Linked DNA regions of Mus musculus: regions 1, 2, 3 and 4 are each linked to region 5. Evidence: chromatin contacts called from public HiChIP or PLAC-seq and promoter capture Hi-C data. All regions are on one chromosome and are shown on one strand. Each heading gives the region's core, a stretch centred on a gene start, on an enhancer-like site or on the middle of the called end of the contact. The rest is flanking DNA. Distances are from core to core; before and after follow the strand shown. Region 1 holds the start of 1700018B08Rik (RIKEN cDNA 1700018B08 gene). Region 2 holds the start of Irf8 (interferon regulatory factor 8). Region 3 has its middle 59 kb from the start of Gm26747. Region 4 has its middle 5.3 kb from the start of Gm39266. Region 5 holds the start of Mthfsd (methenyltetrahydrofolate synthetase domain containing).

Region 1 (2,700 bases), core at 186-2,685, 440 kb before region 5:
CAGAGTACAGCGAGGCACTGTGGGGGGGGGGGGGAGTCACAGCCTCCAGAACCTGCCCAGGGCTGGAGAGATGACTCACTGGTTATGAGCACTACCTGCTCTTGCAGAGGACTTGGGTTTTGTATCCAGAATCCATATGACAGCTCACAGCCATCTTATAACTCCAGTTCCAGGGGCTTCTGTGCCTTCTTCTGGCACTGTGGGTGCCGTGTGGATGTGCCACACTAACATATATTCAGGCAAACACACATACACAGAAATACTTCAACAACAACAAAAACCAACCCTGCTTCGATCTGACAGTGGCTGCACCATCTTGCTTTCCCTCCCGCACAGGAAGGAGCATGTCCTCGAAGCTCCTCACTGTCCCCGCCATCCCTCCTTACAGGCCACAGTGGTGCCCACCTCTTAATGGCCAGGGTGGCCTCTTTCTGTATGCACACTGGGATGGTGGCCATGTACGACGGGATGTTTGTTCAAGGTCTCTGCACTGTCCCTGTAGAAGATGCCAGTGGAGAAGTGTGGGAAGGAGAAAGGACACAAGGAGCCACCTGAGTAGGGAACACCTGGGCTGGAGACTGGGGAGGAGTCCACATGGGCTAGTGGCTGGCTGGAGCTAGGCATAGCCCTGCCGTTCTGCGGAGAATGGCTGGTGACAGGCAGAACATTTCGGGCTGAGGGGACAGGAGGCTTCATAGAGGGAGCACATGGCACCGTGGAGCAGCAAGGAGCACCGTCGGGGAAGGAGGCTGAGCTGTAGAGTTGGATGGAGTCTCTCGTGTGTGGCTCTTCAGCGTTATCTACTGCCCCAGGAGCCGTGATAAGGATTGTGGCTCCCTGAGCGTCACAGAAGCCCCCGAAGGGGCTGAGGATATACCTGGATTGCCTTGCTAAGAATGGCCTCCAGGTTGCTAAGATAGCTGCAGTGAGGCCTGCAGATATAGTTTCCTGGCTGTCTAGGTGTGGATGAGGAGCTAGAGAGGGTCAGATGTGGGGCAGAGCTGAGAGAACAGCTGGGGGTTGGGTCTGACTCCACTTGCCTGTGCCCCAGTGAGGCCATGATGCAGCCGATTGCTGCCTGGGGTGGGGGGGCACCAGTCTGTGGCTGATCTCTGGAGCTTGCTGCGTGGAGCTGCTGGATCACTCTGGACACCAGGTCTGGACAGCTGCTCCGGGCTCAACGAAGCATTCTCTGGAGTCCTGTGCTAGGTGGGCCTTTTGAAGACAACCACTCAGAAAGTTTCCACTGAGCCTTCCGCACCCGGAGCCCGGGAGACCTCGTTTCTGTCCACGCCTGCAGCTTCTGGGCCTATGCTGCCCTTCTGGAGCCAGGAGGGGGACAAGGGCTGCCTGAGAGGAATGGCTTGTCCCCGTCATCACTGTGGAGCCTCTGTTCCCAGCATTCCATAGTTCCATTGGAAGGCTGGCTTCCACGGAGTACCATGGTTGTGGGGGACACAGACGGTGCACAGGCAAGTAGGTGGCTGCCTCTCCCACACACTTCAAGGGAGCCCTAGGACCATGGGGAGCAGGCTGACAGGCGTCTGGGGAGTAGCAAGTTATTAGAACCCGTGTGGGCCTCTTCCCTTTCCCGCTCTGATGATAGTGAGGATGATGGTGGTGATGCTGTGTCCCACAGCACACTGGAGGGCAGAGTGAAGAAAGACCAGTCACAACCACTGAAAGAACTGGGACGTGTCACCACTGGAGACAGGGAACAAAGGGATGGCCATGATACCAGCGACCCCAGGAGGAAAAGGTAATGGCCAAGCTGGCTGAGCTGACAGAGTGTCAACCCCCGGGAAGCTCACAATACCACAGTAGGGCAAGACGCTAAGAGCCCTGTAGCAAGGGCACGAGACAAGACATGTAACTGACTCTAGTCGGAGGTGCTGGGGTGACCTTGTCTTAGAACCCTCCAACGTCCAGCCTGACAGACCTGGGAAGTGTCCGCAGGAGGAGGGAATATATGTAGTCTGGTCTATCCTGGAACCAGGCTGGCCTCCAACTCTAAGAGATCCACCTGCTTCTGCCTCTCTGAGTATTGGGACTAAAGGCATATACTGCCCCTGCCTGCCTGATTTTTATTTTATATAATTTTAAAAAGATTTATGTATATGAGTATACTGTCGATGTCTTCAGACCCACCAGAAGAGGGCGTCAGATCGCATGACAGATGGCTGTGAGCCACCAAGTGGTTGCTGGGAATTGAACTCAGGACGTCTGGAAGAGCAGGCAGTGCTCTTAACCCCTGAGCCATCTCTCCAGACCCTTATTTTTTCATCTTGTTTTATTTTATTTTATTTTTGCATTTTGAGTCAGGGTTCCTCAGTAGTCTAGGCTGGCCTGGAAGTCTTGACATCCGTCATGCTCTCAAATGGTCTTCAGGCTCCAGGCTCAGCCTCCTGAATAGCTGGGATCCTCTTTCCTGCAGCTTCGACACCTCAGCTGTGGGCTTGCTGTGCTTTCTAGAATGGCTATGGCAGCCATTCTTCTTTCTCTGTATCCACGGGTGTTTCTTTTTGCTGAGTTGTTTCTTGTTGTTTACTAGCAGGGGCCCGGCACCCCGCTGCACCAGCCGCTACCACAGTGCCTGCCCCAGCCCACCAGGTCTCTGGGCTGTTGCCAGCTGTGGACTGTCGGTCTGTGGCGCGAAGCCGAGGGACTGTGGGGGAGGGGAAGGACCCCTTTGGTGGGTGT
Region 2 (2,700 bases), core at 38-2,537, 370 kb after region 5:
CAGGGTCCGGCTCTCAGCACCTGGACAATCTCCTCTATTGCCTTGGAGGCCAATCTGAGGTCCTAGACAGGCATAGCCTGACTCTCTTACAACTATGGACAATTAATGGTTTATAAACACGCTCACATGATTCTAGCTTCCTCTTCTTGATTTTGAGGCAGCATTCCCTGTGGGCCCAATCCTGCCTACAGCTAACTTACATCTAGAGCAACGTGTCTTAGGTCAGGCTTCTCACAAGGCAGGGGACAGAGGCTCGCCTAACACAGCTGTCAACATCTGCACCAGCCATGTTTGGCGGGGCTCACACCACACCGTAATCCCTTTCATTCAGCCCTGGGCCACAGTCTGACCACCACTGAACGGAAATCCATCACAGACCCATCTCTTTCTGGCCCCAAGCTTCCTCAGGGACACTGAATCGGTCCCAGTTCTTCATGAAGGAGCCTGCCATAACTTAAAGGGACAAACCTAGAACTGTCACGAAACTGCTCTTATCGTTTGACTTTAAAAGAAAAAAACAGGGCCATTGAGCACCTGGGCACCCCCCAAGCTCCGCCTGAAATCCTAACACTCAGAAGAGGTAGGCGGATAACCGGGAGCTCATTGGAATGAGCCTGGGCTACAGAGTGATACCCTGTATCAGAAACAAAACAAAAACAAACAAAACAGTGATCTACCATTTTAAGATTCTAGTGAATGGTTTCTATTAGTTTCTACCCCCTGAACGCCCTTCCCGGCTGTGGGTAAGTAATCTTTCTCACCAGGGGAAAAGTCTGCCCCTATAGCCTGGGGCCAAGCTCACAGCAAATCTGGTCTTGAGAGCTGTGTGGGACCCACACGGAAGACTTTCCTTCCGGGGCCAGCTGGGCCACTGGACAATCAGAGAAGTCCAGCGCCACTGGGCAATCAGATTGCCACTAGTCAGAATCAAAGCCAGTCGGTCCCTGGGCGAGCCCAGTCGCGAGCTTTGGATAGTTCATGCATGGAAGCCGGGCTGCCGCGCGGTGATTGGCAGATCTATTTCTCTTCATTATGAAGTTGGCCATCAGGCAGATTTTAAAGGGAGAGGTGTTTGTTCATTTGGTTGGGTTTTGTTGTTGTTGTTGTTGTTGGTTGTTGTTGTTGTTTTTGGAGAGCAGCCAGAGCAAGCACCTGCTAACGTGCTGTGCACTCCGTTTGGGCGAAGGTGGGAGAGCCACAGCCCCGGCCCCCGCGCCCACCCCATCGCGTCCTACCTGCCGCCGGTTCCCACGCTGCCCGCGCCTCCGGGACCGCCCGCGGGCTCCTGGAGGCCCGTACGCGCGCGCCTGCTTTTATAGATGGGGCGGGGGAGAAGGCGGGTCCCGCGCGCAGAGCGACGGTCGCGCGAGCTAATTGAGGAGCGGGAGGGGCGCTGGCGCGGCCCAATCAGCGCAGCCTGCCAAATCCGCCTTCTCTGAAGCGCTCTCTTTCCGAGAAATCACTTTTGCACGTCCCCGACCCCGTGGAGTCCTTTTCTCTCTTTACTCCGGGGGCGGCGGGGGAGGGGGCTGCCCCAAAAATGGCCGGGGGGCTGGGGCGTCTGCCTAAGGTCAAGGAGGCTGGTGATGCACGGATCATCCTCGGGGTGTCGTTCAGGTTTGGAGAGCCTCTGTCCCGGGCACGTGTCCAGGGGCACCCTGAGTGTCAGCTGCTCAGGCTGGAGTTTCAGAGCAAAGACCAGTCCCAGAGCTGCGTGCTGGGTGACAGCCACTTGCAGCGCGCCCTCCTGGATGGAGGATGACCGCCTGAAATTGCGCAGGAAATCTGGGAAACCAGGGGAGTCGCGAGCGCTGAGGCTGGGATGCCCCCAGGAAGGCTACGCATTATCGGTTCCCTTGTGTCCCCCAGTGATGTCAGGAGCCCGGTCGAGCCTGTTCCCAACCTGAGTAGGATGTGGGAGCGGGGAGCCTTAGGTGAGGGTCGAGAGGGACTTTCGTTGCAGGCTGCCCAATTACACACCTGCGGCCACGCTTACAGGACTCTCACCCGTCTGGCTTTTAAAATACTTAGGAAAACGTTGGAGCCGCGACAAGAATTTTTGATTGGTCCACAAATACAAGAAGTATACGGCTAGGTTTCAAATAAATACGAATTCAAATAAGGATTTTCCAAACAGAACCTTCTAACTCTAGTTTATCCTGATGAGCATTGTGGTATACCTGAAAGGCACTTAAGACATTACCGGGTATTAGTTCAATGATAAATACCATCCAACAGTCAAAAGCCAAGTGGAGTTCCCTGGAGCCAAGGAATTTCAAATGAAAACTACTTTTCAAAGCTCATTTGTTTTATTACTATTATTATTGGGTTTATTGTTTGTTTTCCAAGACAGGGTTTCCCTGTAGCCCTGGCTGTCCCCGAACTAGACCAGGCTGGCCTCAAATTCACAGAGATCTGCTAGCCTCTGCCTCCCAAGGGCTGGGATTAAAGGTGTGTGCCACCATAGTCCAGCTCAAATTCTTTAATAGTAATATGGGAGTGTTTTAATAAGTGTTTGCTGTGAAGGGCAGAGTCCAGAAGTCAGACACGCTCAGATTACTACAACAGACTCCTGTGTGCATTTATACCCCTTTCATTTCCCAAATAGGCACCTTATAAGCGTATGCAGATTTTCCTACTTACAAATATCAAAGGCACAGAACAGATCCCAAATGTCCACCCAGTGTGCCTGCCTCTTAG
Region 3 (2,700 bases), core at 84-2,583, 370 kb before region 5:
GCTGCTGGCCAATGGGAATGTGAGCTACAGCAGAAGATGTTGTTCTAAGCTGTTGGGTCAGGGGGACGATTTGGCGATGGACAAAGCTGTCTGACACACATTTCCTCACTCCATACTGACCAGCCGGTGGACATCACTCCTTCCACATCCCAGAACGTTAAGAAATGAGACCAGTCCCACGCCAGATGTTAGAGCCCAGCCCAGCTCCTCGCTTTCAGACTGGCAGCCTCCGTGGGTCTCCACTCATGTCCCACTATGTCTACCCTGCCCACTTCACCCTGCCATGGTCCCATATTTATAGAGTCTAATGAACCACATCTGTCATGTACAGGGGTGGCCTCTACCAGCTGTACCTCGTTTTGTGAGTCTTGTCACAGCTGACCCCTGGGAACTACCAATAGGGCTGCTGGTGGCTCACAACTGTCTGTACCTCCAGTTCCAGGGGATCTGACAACCTCTTCTGGCCTCTGCAGGCCTGTGGTCCACAGATATAAATGCAGGCCAGATGCCCTCTAGACTCCTAAAGCACCTCCATTGTTACTTTGATACAGTAATGCACCTCTATGGTTACTTTGACACACTAATGTGCATTGATTGTTACTCGGACACACTAATGCACCTCTATGGTTACTTTGACACACTAATGCACCTCTATTGTTATTTTGATACTAGGGCCTATGCTTGCAGCTTCAAACACAGCATGCTTTAGTTTTCTTTCTGGAAAATGCTCTGTGAGGCAAATGAAAAAATTCTAGTTTCCTATTTGAATTTTTTACTTGGTCCAGATAAATCAGGACCTCATACTGTAAACCTGGAGAGAATAGGATGGTTGCGCCCACACAAAAGGGACCTCTGTTCTGGCAGCTGCATCTGTCCCTCGGTCCCCTCCTGATGATGTCTTCTGGGGGAGCCTGCGCTGGCCCAGCCCTGCAGCCATTTCCTGAGCTTGCTGACAGAGCTGGCTGCACAGGGCTTGCGCACATTCCAGGGAGTCTCGCCGGCGAGGCCCTTGCTCCAGGCCCAATTTCAACAAACACAGACAGACCACCACAATCCAGCTCTCGACGTGGGGCTGGCACCGCAGGCCTTGGCGGTGGGAACATAGATCACTGTGGCCAGGGTAGCAGATGTGGGCCTTTCAGGTCCGCCAGCCCCTCGAGTGGGGGGCCTACCAGAGGCTGCAGGTACAGGGGCTCCAGTGAGCTCCAGGGTGTAGGGAAAAGAGGCTGGGCCTACTCACTGGGGTGAAACTGGACTGCCCAGAGCTCATCAGAGCATCCAAAGGCACTCCATGATCCCTGTGGCTTTGGCCCAAAAGCAACCTCCAGACAGATGGGAATCTGCGTTTTCGGACGAACATGAAGAATTCTTTGAAGACTACTCATCTTCCTGTCCTGTTTGGAAAAGTTGCCGGCTGAGGAAAAAGGAAACCGCCCGCCCCATTAGGGTCCCGGGTCTGGGGTTGCAAGGATGGAATTTGGAACTTTCTTGGAGAGTTTACAAGAATTCAACCTGTTTAGAGAAGGGTTCTGAGGAGCCCAAGGGCTGCATGTTAGGGAAGCACTCACCTTCCAGGGACACACAGAAAGACGCCTCTGAGCGTCTGAAGGCTGGATGGAGGTGAATCATTCTTAGGGTGGAATGTCCTGTCTCTCTCAGCTCTGAGCTGCTCTGGGATGGGAAGCTGGCTCTCTCATCTTCCAGTTCCTGACTTTGACACTGATATGGGCCTTGGGCTGGTCCTCTTCAGTTATATCAAGAGAGAAATTGTTTTGGGGCATTAGTGGCATTTTAAGGATATTGATGATAGAATAAATAGCTGGCTTAAGTAGAGCATTTAAAACATTTTTTAAAGTCAGTGCACAAAGTAATACATTTTTTTCCATTTTCTTTTTTTGGTGTGTGATGTATATGTACATGTACAAACACACACACACCCCAAAGATTGTTTTTTTGTTTATTTTTTATTATTTTTTATTTTTATTACACTGGGTATGTAAGGCCACATTCAGTTGTGGTTGACACACTTGGAGCATGTCCCTCCTTACCCCTTTCTTCCCTTCCCTCGGTGACAACCAAGAGTCTGTTGTTTTGAGATGTATGCTATTGTAATTTGTTGGTTTCCCTCCCATCACTGACATCCACTCCCTTCCCGCTCACCCTCTTCCTCCTCCCCAGAGACCTCCTCGAAGCATCTAGTTTCCTGAAAACAAAGGCATTTCATTGGTTTTAGTCACCGTCTATGTGTCACCAGCAATTAGCAGGAACCTTGGATAACCAGATTCTCATCAGGACAGCCTGGTTTTCAGCCCTTTGCTGCTGGTGTTGACTTCAGAGTAAGACGGAACAACTGGTGCTTAGGTGGACTGTCCCTGTCCAGGCTCCAACATAGCCCTCTCTCATGACGTTTGGGAAAAGGAAGGTAGGGACGTGCAGAAAAATACGGGGACTTGAGTTACTTAACTGCTTGTTGCTGGCTTCAAAAACAAACAAAACCAAAACAAAACAACAAAACCAAAAACCAAACCAAACCAAAACAACCCGACAGTGCTATCAGAGTGCCGGCTCCACAGCACCTAAAACAGAGAAAAGAGGGCATCCAGTGGAGTGCTCACTCCAGGTTCCAGGCTCCTCCCAGCCTTTGAGGGAGAAGAGGCCCAAGTCTGAGGTCTCTTGAGCTCAGCAGACGAATAGCTGCCT
Region 4 (2,700 bases), core at 165-2,664, 340 kb after region 5:
AGACATGGTCATGAGAGAGCATCCAAGTTCACTCTGGAACCGTAGATCTACAAGAAAGCCCAGAAGAGACAAGGACTTCACCTGGCCAAACCCACAGCATACACCAGGATGCTAACGGGGGTTGACTCTGAACCTGGGAGCTCCCCAGGCAGAGCTGATTCTGTGGGGTTCACAGTACCCCCCCCCATGCCAGCTGGATGCCCTGTTCCTTTGACCTATGGCTTTCTCTGGTCACTTGCATCCACCTAGCTGCCTGGACAAGGGTCATCAATGTGGGGAAATCACACTGGGGACCAGCACGTGGGCACTCTCCCTTCTCCTTCACGTGGATCTGAGAAACAGGAGTCCCAGGATATCCTGGCTTTACAGAGGAGGAAGGTAGAGCATGGGGCACAGAGCTCCCTCCCACAGCTAGAGCAACAGAAACCATTCTCCCTCCATCCCAGCCCCGCCCACATGACACCTGGCAGTGGTCACAGCCATGGCTCTGGCCTCCTGAGCCTAAAGCCCCCTATAACCAGTGCAGCACTCACAGCAGTCACATCCTGGACATTTGGCCACTCTCAGCCATCTCTGGGGCTCCCGCAGAGCCATTTCACGACTGGACATCATCCCTGCTCTCTGCCTGTATTTCATCGCACCACAATCATCCTGTTCAAAAGGCATCTTCTCCCTTGGGCATCCTGTAGTGTCCAAGCCCCATTCCCACTCCCTTCCACTGCAGGCCAGCACCCCACACACACACCTCACACTGAAGGCCAGAACTCCCCCTCCACATACACACACACCTCACACTGCAGACCAGCAAACCCCACCCCATCTCACACTGCAGACTAGCACCCCCACACACCTCACACTGCAGACCAGCACTACCCCCACCTCACATTGCAGGCCAGCACTACCCCCACACCACACTGCAGGCCAGCACCACCCCCACCTTACACTGAAAGCAACACACACACACACACACCTCACACTGTAGGCCAGCACTCCCCCCTACCTTACACTGCAGGCCAGCATTCCCCCCCACCTTACACTGCAGGCCAGCATTCCCCCCCCACCTTACACTGCAGGCCAGCACTCCCCCACACCTGACACTGCAGGCCAGCCAACACTCCCCCCTCTTATACTGCAGGCCAGCACTCTCCCCCACACACACCTTACACTGCAGGCTAGCACTCTCTCCCACACACACCTTACACTGCAGGCCAGCACTCCCCCCACCTCACACTGCAGGCCAGCACTCCCCCCTACCTTACACTGCAGGCCAGCATTCCCCCCCACCTTACACTGCAGGCCAGCACTCCCCCCACCTCACACTGCAGGTCAGCACTCCCCCCACACACACCTCCCTGCAACATGTTCTTCACTTCACACTTGAGAGAGAAAGATAAAAGAAAACCAAGAAAGGAGGAAGGAAGGAAAGGAAGAAGGCTGTGTTCAAACTTAGCACAAGTTTAACTACCAAGAACACAAGACATGATTTCCTGTGCTTTTTTTTTTTCTTCTGGTTTTTAAAAGAGTTCCAGAAAAGTTTCCTCTACAAAACTGAGACCAAAATGGTAAAAGATGCAAATGTGGTAGCCTTGCTTTGAGCCATCATCTGCACACAGCACAAGGCCATCCACAGCCACAGCAAGGTGTTCAAGGCCTAAGGCCTGCAGATCCATCAGCAGACAGGACCATTCCCTGCAGGACCAAGATGATATAGGCTCTGAGAGGGAAGGAAGCATTTCTCCCTTGATCCTGTGTGACAACCCTGTCACTCTGCTTGTCTCAGTAGATGGGAGGATAGGTACATGATAGGTGAAGGGATGGATGGATAAGTAGATGGATGGGTGGATGGTGGGTGGGTGAGTGGGTGGGTAGTGAGTGGGTGGGTAGAGAGATAAGTAGATGAATGGGTGGGTGGTTGTGAACAGATGGTAGGGAGATGAATAGGTAAGTGAATGAATATGTAGATGGGTCAATGGATAAACAATGATATGTGTGGGTGGGTGGAGGACAGGTGGCTGGTGGGATACATGCAAATGGAAGGGAAGATGAACAGGTGGTGGGTGAGCAGACAGATGCTGGGGTAGGTGGGTGGATGTGTCAGTAGATAAGAGAGTGGATGGATGGATGGATGGATGGATGGATGGATGGATGGATAGTTGGATGGATGGGTGGATGGATAGATGGAGGGAGGGAGGGAGGGAGGGATGGAATGATGGATGGATGGATGGAATGATGGATGGATGGATGGATGGATGGATGGATGGATAGTTGGATGGATAGATGGATGGATGGATGGATGGATGGATGGAGGGAGGGAGGGAGGGAGGGATGGATAGAGGATGGGTGGATATTTGAGTGGATGAATAGATGCATTATCAAGTGGATAAATGAATGGGTGGATGAATAGATAGATGTTTGGGTGGATAAGTGCTAAGTGAATTCAAGAGCAAGTGACAGGTGGATTGATCGGTGGATGGATGGAGTCACAAGAGTACTAGACCCTTTATCATCCACCTGGCTCTGGGCTGCAGGCCTGAAGATACACCAGGGAACACAAATGGAAGGAGTCTTGCCTTCCTTGAGTGTACTATAGAGGAGCCTCCCTTTGTACTGAGCTCCCACAGTGCAAAGGGAGTTGTTTATTTTATTCTGGAGGTTGGCAGAGGAGTCTGAAGGAGGAAGCTGTCAACCAGCTTACGAGGG
Region 5 (2,700 bases), core at 92-2,591:
GAACATGCAAGCTGAGGTGCGGTGACACTGGGCTGTACTCCTAGCACATGGGAGTTTGGGAGGTTGAGGCAGGAGGATTGTGAGTTCAAGGTCAGGACAGAGTACAACCCTGTCTCAAAACACCTAAAGGAACAGGAAGAGACAGAAGAAAGGAAGAAATGAGGGAGGAAGAGGAAGAGAAAAAGGAAGCTGGGGTTGGGGAAGGGCAGGAAAGGCAAACATTAGCCAGGCATGGTGGCTCACAACTTCACAGCCCTTGGGAGAAGAGACAAGTGGGTCTGTGGTTTCAAGGCCAGCCAGGGCTGCATAGTCAGACCCTGTCTCAAAAAAAAAAAAAAAAAAAGTGTACTAATCATTTTGGTGATTAGTGGGCAGGAAGGACTGAGTGCTAACAATCTCTAACCAACCGGGGAATCCGTGAAGATGGCACCCATGACGCCACCTTTCTCAGGTACAGGGCAGTTCAGGGAAGCCTTGTCTGTTCAAGGTGCAAAGGCAAAGCTGCAAAACAGACACTAGCTGCCCTTACATCCCCCAATCAGACAATAGCTGCCCTCACATCCCCCAATCAGAGGCTAGGATGTGTGGAGCTGAGTGGCCAGTGCAGACTTGTACATCCTTAGCCCAACAGATGCTCCAAATGCACAGTATGCTGACTACAAGCATTGGGAACACACACACACACACACACACACACACACACACAAAATCGACCAAGCTGTCCCTGACTTACAACCCTCTTCATTTCAGGAGTGCCTTTCCTTTATAAACAGTCTTTATTTTTATGTCTAACCACGTGTTCCTGGTACAATTCATGGTACAGAAAAGAAAGTTGGAAACCCTAGATCCACTCCTATAAACAGGTTTCCTTGTTAACCTTGAATTTCAAGGGATGTTTCTATAGGTACTATACATACTCGCACACACACACACAGAGCTTGTGAAGCTCAAAAGACAACTTTCGGGAGTCATTTTTCTCCTTTTACCCTGTGTGGGTCCTGAGAATCGAACTCAAGTTGTCAGGCTTAGCAACAAGCGCCTTTATCTCGCTGAACCATCTCGTCCGCCCTAGAGTGTTATATGTTCCATACGGTATAAATGTATGCGTGTTGTGTGCGTGTGTGTCTCGGGAAATCCTGGGCATCCGCGTTGCAAGGCAGTTCCAGCGGTGACCTCTGGTCCTCTAATGCGTCGGTGCTACTACTGCAGGGAACCCCAAACCCAGAACGGGAGTCCGCCCACTGCACCAACCGCGCGTGCGCGAACCTTGCGGGTCACTAGCTTCAGTGCGCAGGTGCAGCACGAAGCGCTGGCGTCTGGCGTCACTAGCGCGCGGGGACATGCTACGGGGCGTCGCTCGGTGACGTGTTAGCCATGGAGACCCAGGAGGGTGAGGAAGACCGAGGGTGATGGGGAAACCGAGGCTGGGACGGCGCGGTTGTTCCCGTGGTCCGCATGCGTGGGGGAGGACGCGGCTCGGCCTGGTACGGCTGGGACGCCGAGGCTGGCAGCCGGGAGGGAGGATCAGTCCCATCCTCGCCTTGCTTGGCTGGACAGGTTTTAGCCAGCCAGGCTGGGGAGGTCGCGCAGCGGCGGCGAGCACTCGCCCAGCAGGCACCCGGCCCGCGCTGCAAAGCGTTCTCGACAAGTGCACCGGCCGCGAAAGTAGGGAAGGCAACCATTGCTGGTCAGTGGGGTCTGCTGGTGCAAACGCTGTGATACCAGCAGGAGAGAGAGGGAGGAAGGGAGAGAGAGGAGAGAAGTGAAAGAGGAGAGCGAGCGGGAGAGGAAGGGAGGGAGGTGGAGAAGAGAGGAGGGAGAAAGGCCCAGCAAGCCTATGCGGTGACTCACAAGTCCAGTTCCACGGGAAGGGACCCAGTGCCCTCCCGCACCTGCATGCACACCCCGCCGGTTCGGTTGCTGGCGGTGCACATATACAATAAATACATCTTTGTGCTTTGTTTTGTTTTGTTTTCTTCGAGTCAGGGTTCCTCTGTGTAATCCTGGCTGCCCTAGAATTCACTCTGTATTTCAGGCTGGCCTCAAAATTTAGAGATTTAGAGCGCCTCTGCCTCCCAAGAGCTCGGATTAAAGGCTTGCACCAGCTATAAATATCAAGGAAGACAAATGTACTTTCTATACGCCTGCCTTGTGAGGTTTGTAAGGTCATTTGTAAGATTTAACAGTTTAAAGGACATGTTGGGAGTGTGGCTCAGTGATAGTGTTCTTGCTTAGCACACTTAAAGCCCCAGGTGTGACCCACTGGATCACTAACTAGTTCAAAAGATGACCTTCTAGCCAGACCTGGTGGCACACCCGTAACCTCACTATTTGGGGGCTGAAGGAAGAGCACTTAAAGGTTCAAGCCCCATTTTGATCAGAGAGACACCCTGCCTCAAAAAGGTGTGTAGCTCACTCGTAGAGAGCTTGCCTGGGATGCAGGAACCCCTAGCACTGCCGAGGAAAGACTACAGATTGATTTACAGTTGGTTTCAGTGTGTTCCAGCTTCCTAGCAGAAATGAAGGTGCTTCTCTCAACTGGCCAGGGAGCTCGAGGGAAAACTAATACTTTTGGTTATCTTAAGCTGGTCTGACTCGGTCGCAAATTCCTATGCAAGTGGTGTCACAGTGGCAGGTATAGATGTGCCCACGTGCATTATGGGATTGCTTCTTAGCAGTACGTCACAGTCCTTCCTTCTT

The links. Promoter capture Hi-C pulls out the DNA fragments that hold promoters and counts their contacts. HiChIP or PLAC-seq counts read pairs in DNA pulled down with a chosen protein or histone mark. Capture Hi-C pulls out chosen DNA fragments and counts their contacts.
Region 1: a contact with region 5 is called in a promoter capture Hi-C map of embryonic stem cells, with 6 times the contacts expected there. The contact joins the promoter of 1700018B08Rik here to the promoter of Mthfsd in region 5. A contact is called at or near these places in 21 of 39 promoter capture datasets (the 3T3-L1 cell line, 3T3-L1-derived adipocytes, the C10 cell line and 14 more), 4 of 15 datasets of contacts at CTCF or cohesin (embryonic stem cells, large pre-B cells and pro-B cells), 12 of 484 Hi-C or Micro-C datasets (the G1E-ER4 cell line, the HL-1 cell line, cerebral cortex and 3 more), 34 of 115 datasets of contacts at active chromatin or transcription factors (the 230-238 cell line, VIP interneurons, acute myeloid leukemia and 21 more) and 3 of 9 other capture datasets (adipose tissue, liver and pancreatic islet).
Region 2: a contact with region 5 is called in a promoter capture Hi-C map of adipose tissue. The contact joins the promoter of Irf8 here to the promoter of Mthfsd in region 5. A contact is called at or near these places in 4 of 39 promoter capture datasets (embryonic stem cells, hippocampal neurons, liver and 1 more), 1 of 15 datasets of contacts at CTCF or cohesin (large pre-B cells), 1 of 484 Hi-C or Micro-C datasets (embryonic stem cells), 5 of 115 datasets of contacts at active chromatin or transcription factors (embryonic stem cells, forebrain, large pre-B cells and 2 more) and 1 of 9 other capture datasets (adipose tissue).
Region 3: a contact with region 5 is called in an H3K4me3 HiChIP or PLAC-seq map of craniofacial prominence, with 10 times the contacts expected there. The contact joins the enhancer-like site here to the promoter of Mthfsd in region 5. A contact is called at or near these places in 9 of 39 promoter capture datasets (the HPC-7 cell line, cranial neural crest, embryonic stem cells and 6 more), 2 of 15 datasets of contacts at CTCF or cohesin (the NIH/3T3 cell line and embryonic stem cells), 1 of 484 Hi-C or Micro-C datasets (embryonic fibroblasts), 28 of 115 datasets of contacts at active chromatin or transcription factors (the 230-238 cell line, the SCID.adh cell line, SST interneurons and 19 more) and 4 of 9 other capture datasets (adipose tissue, embryonic stem cells, liver and 1 more).
Region 4: an H3K27ac HiChIP or PLAC-seq map of microglia shows a contact between it and region 5, with 6 times the contacts expected there. The contact joins the enhancer-like site here to the promoter of Mthfsd in region 5. A contact is called at or near these places in 6 of 39 promoter capture datasets (the SN4741 cell line, embryonic stem cells, hippocampal neurons and 2 more), 4 of 115 datasets of contacts at active chromatin or transcription factors (forebrain, large pre-B cells, memory CD8 T cells and 1 more) and 1 of 9 other capture datasets (pancreatic islet).

The regions. Positions count from the first base shown.
Region 1 is chr8:121,543,063-121,545,762 of GRCm38.p6, reverse strand. It overlaps 1700018B08Rik (RIKEN cDNA 1700018B08 gene), which reads left to right and starts at 1,435. Exons shown (of 9, transcript NM_001382232.1): 1 at 1,435-1,472; 2 at 1,607-1,759. The coding sequence starts at 1,726. It overlaps 1700030M09Rik (RIKEN cDNA 1700030M09 gene), which reads right to left and starts at 1,375. Exons shown (of 3, transcript NR_045903.1): 1 at 1,041-1,375; 2 at 406-496.
Region 2 is chr8:120,734,945-120,737,644 of GRCm38.p6, reverse strand. It overlaps Irf8 (interferon regulatory factor 8), which reads right to left and starts at 1,287. Exons shown (of 9, transcript NM_008320.4): 1 at 1,236-1,287.
Region 3 is chr8:121,476,669-121,479,368 of GRCm38.p6, reverse strand. No RefSeq gene overlaps it. Among named protein-coding and RNA genes, the nearest start is that of Gm26747, 59 kb to the right of the region's middle. Within about 2 kb of position 1,333, at least 35 of the 459 cell types and tissues checked have an H3K27ac peak or open chromatin away from gene starts, as enhancers often do. A contact at or near this core is called in the NIH/3T3 cell line, craniofacial prominence, embryonic fibroblasts and 2 more, where this site is marked.
Region 4 is chr8:120,763,500-120,766,199 of GRCm38.p6, reverse strand. No RefSeq gene overlaps it. Among named protein-coding and RNA genes, the nearest start is that of Gm39266, 5.3 kb to the left of the region's middle. Within about 2 kb of position 1,414, at least 36 of the 459 cell types and tissues checked have an H3K27ac peak or open chromatin away from gene starts, as enhancers often do. A contact at or near this core is called in memory CD8 T cells and microglia, where this site is marked.
Region 5 is chr8:121,106,978-121,109,677 of GRCm38.p6, reverse strand. It overlaps Mthfsd (methenyltetrahydrofolate synthetase domain containing), which reads left to right and starts at 1,341. Exons shown (of 9, transcript NM_001372381.1): 1 at 1,341-1,390. The coding sequence starts at 1,375.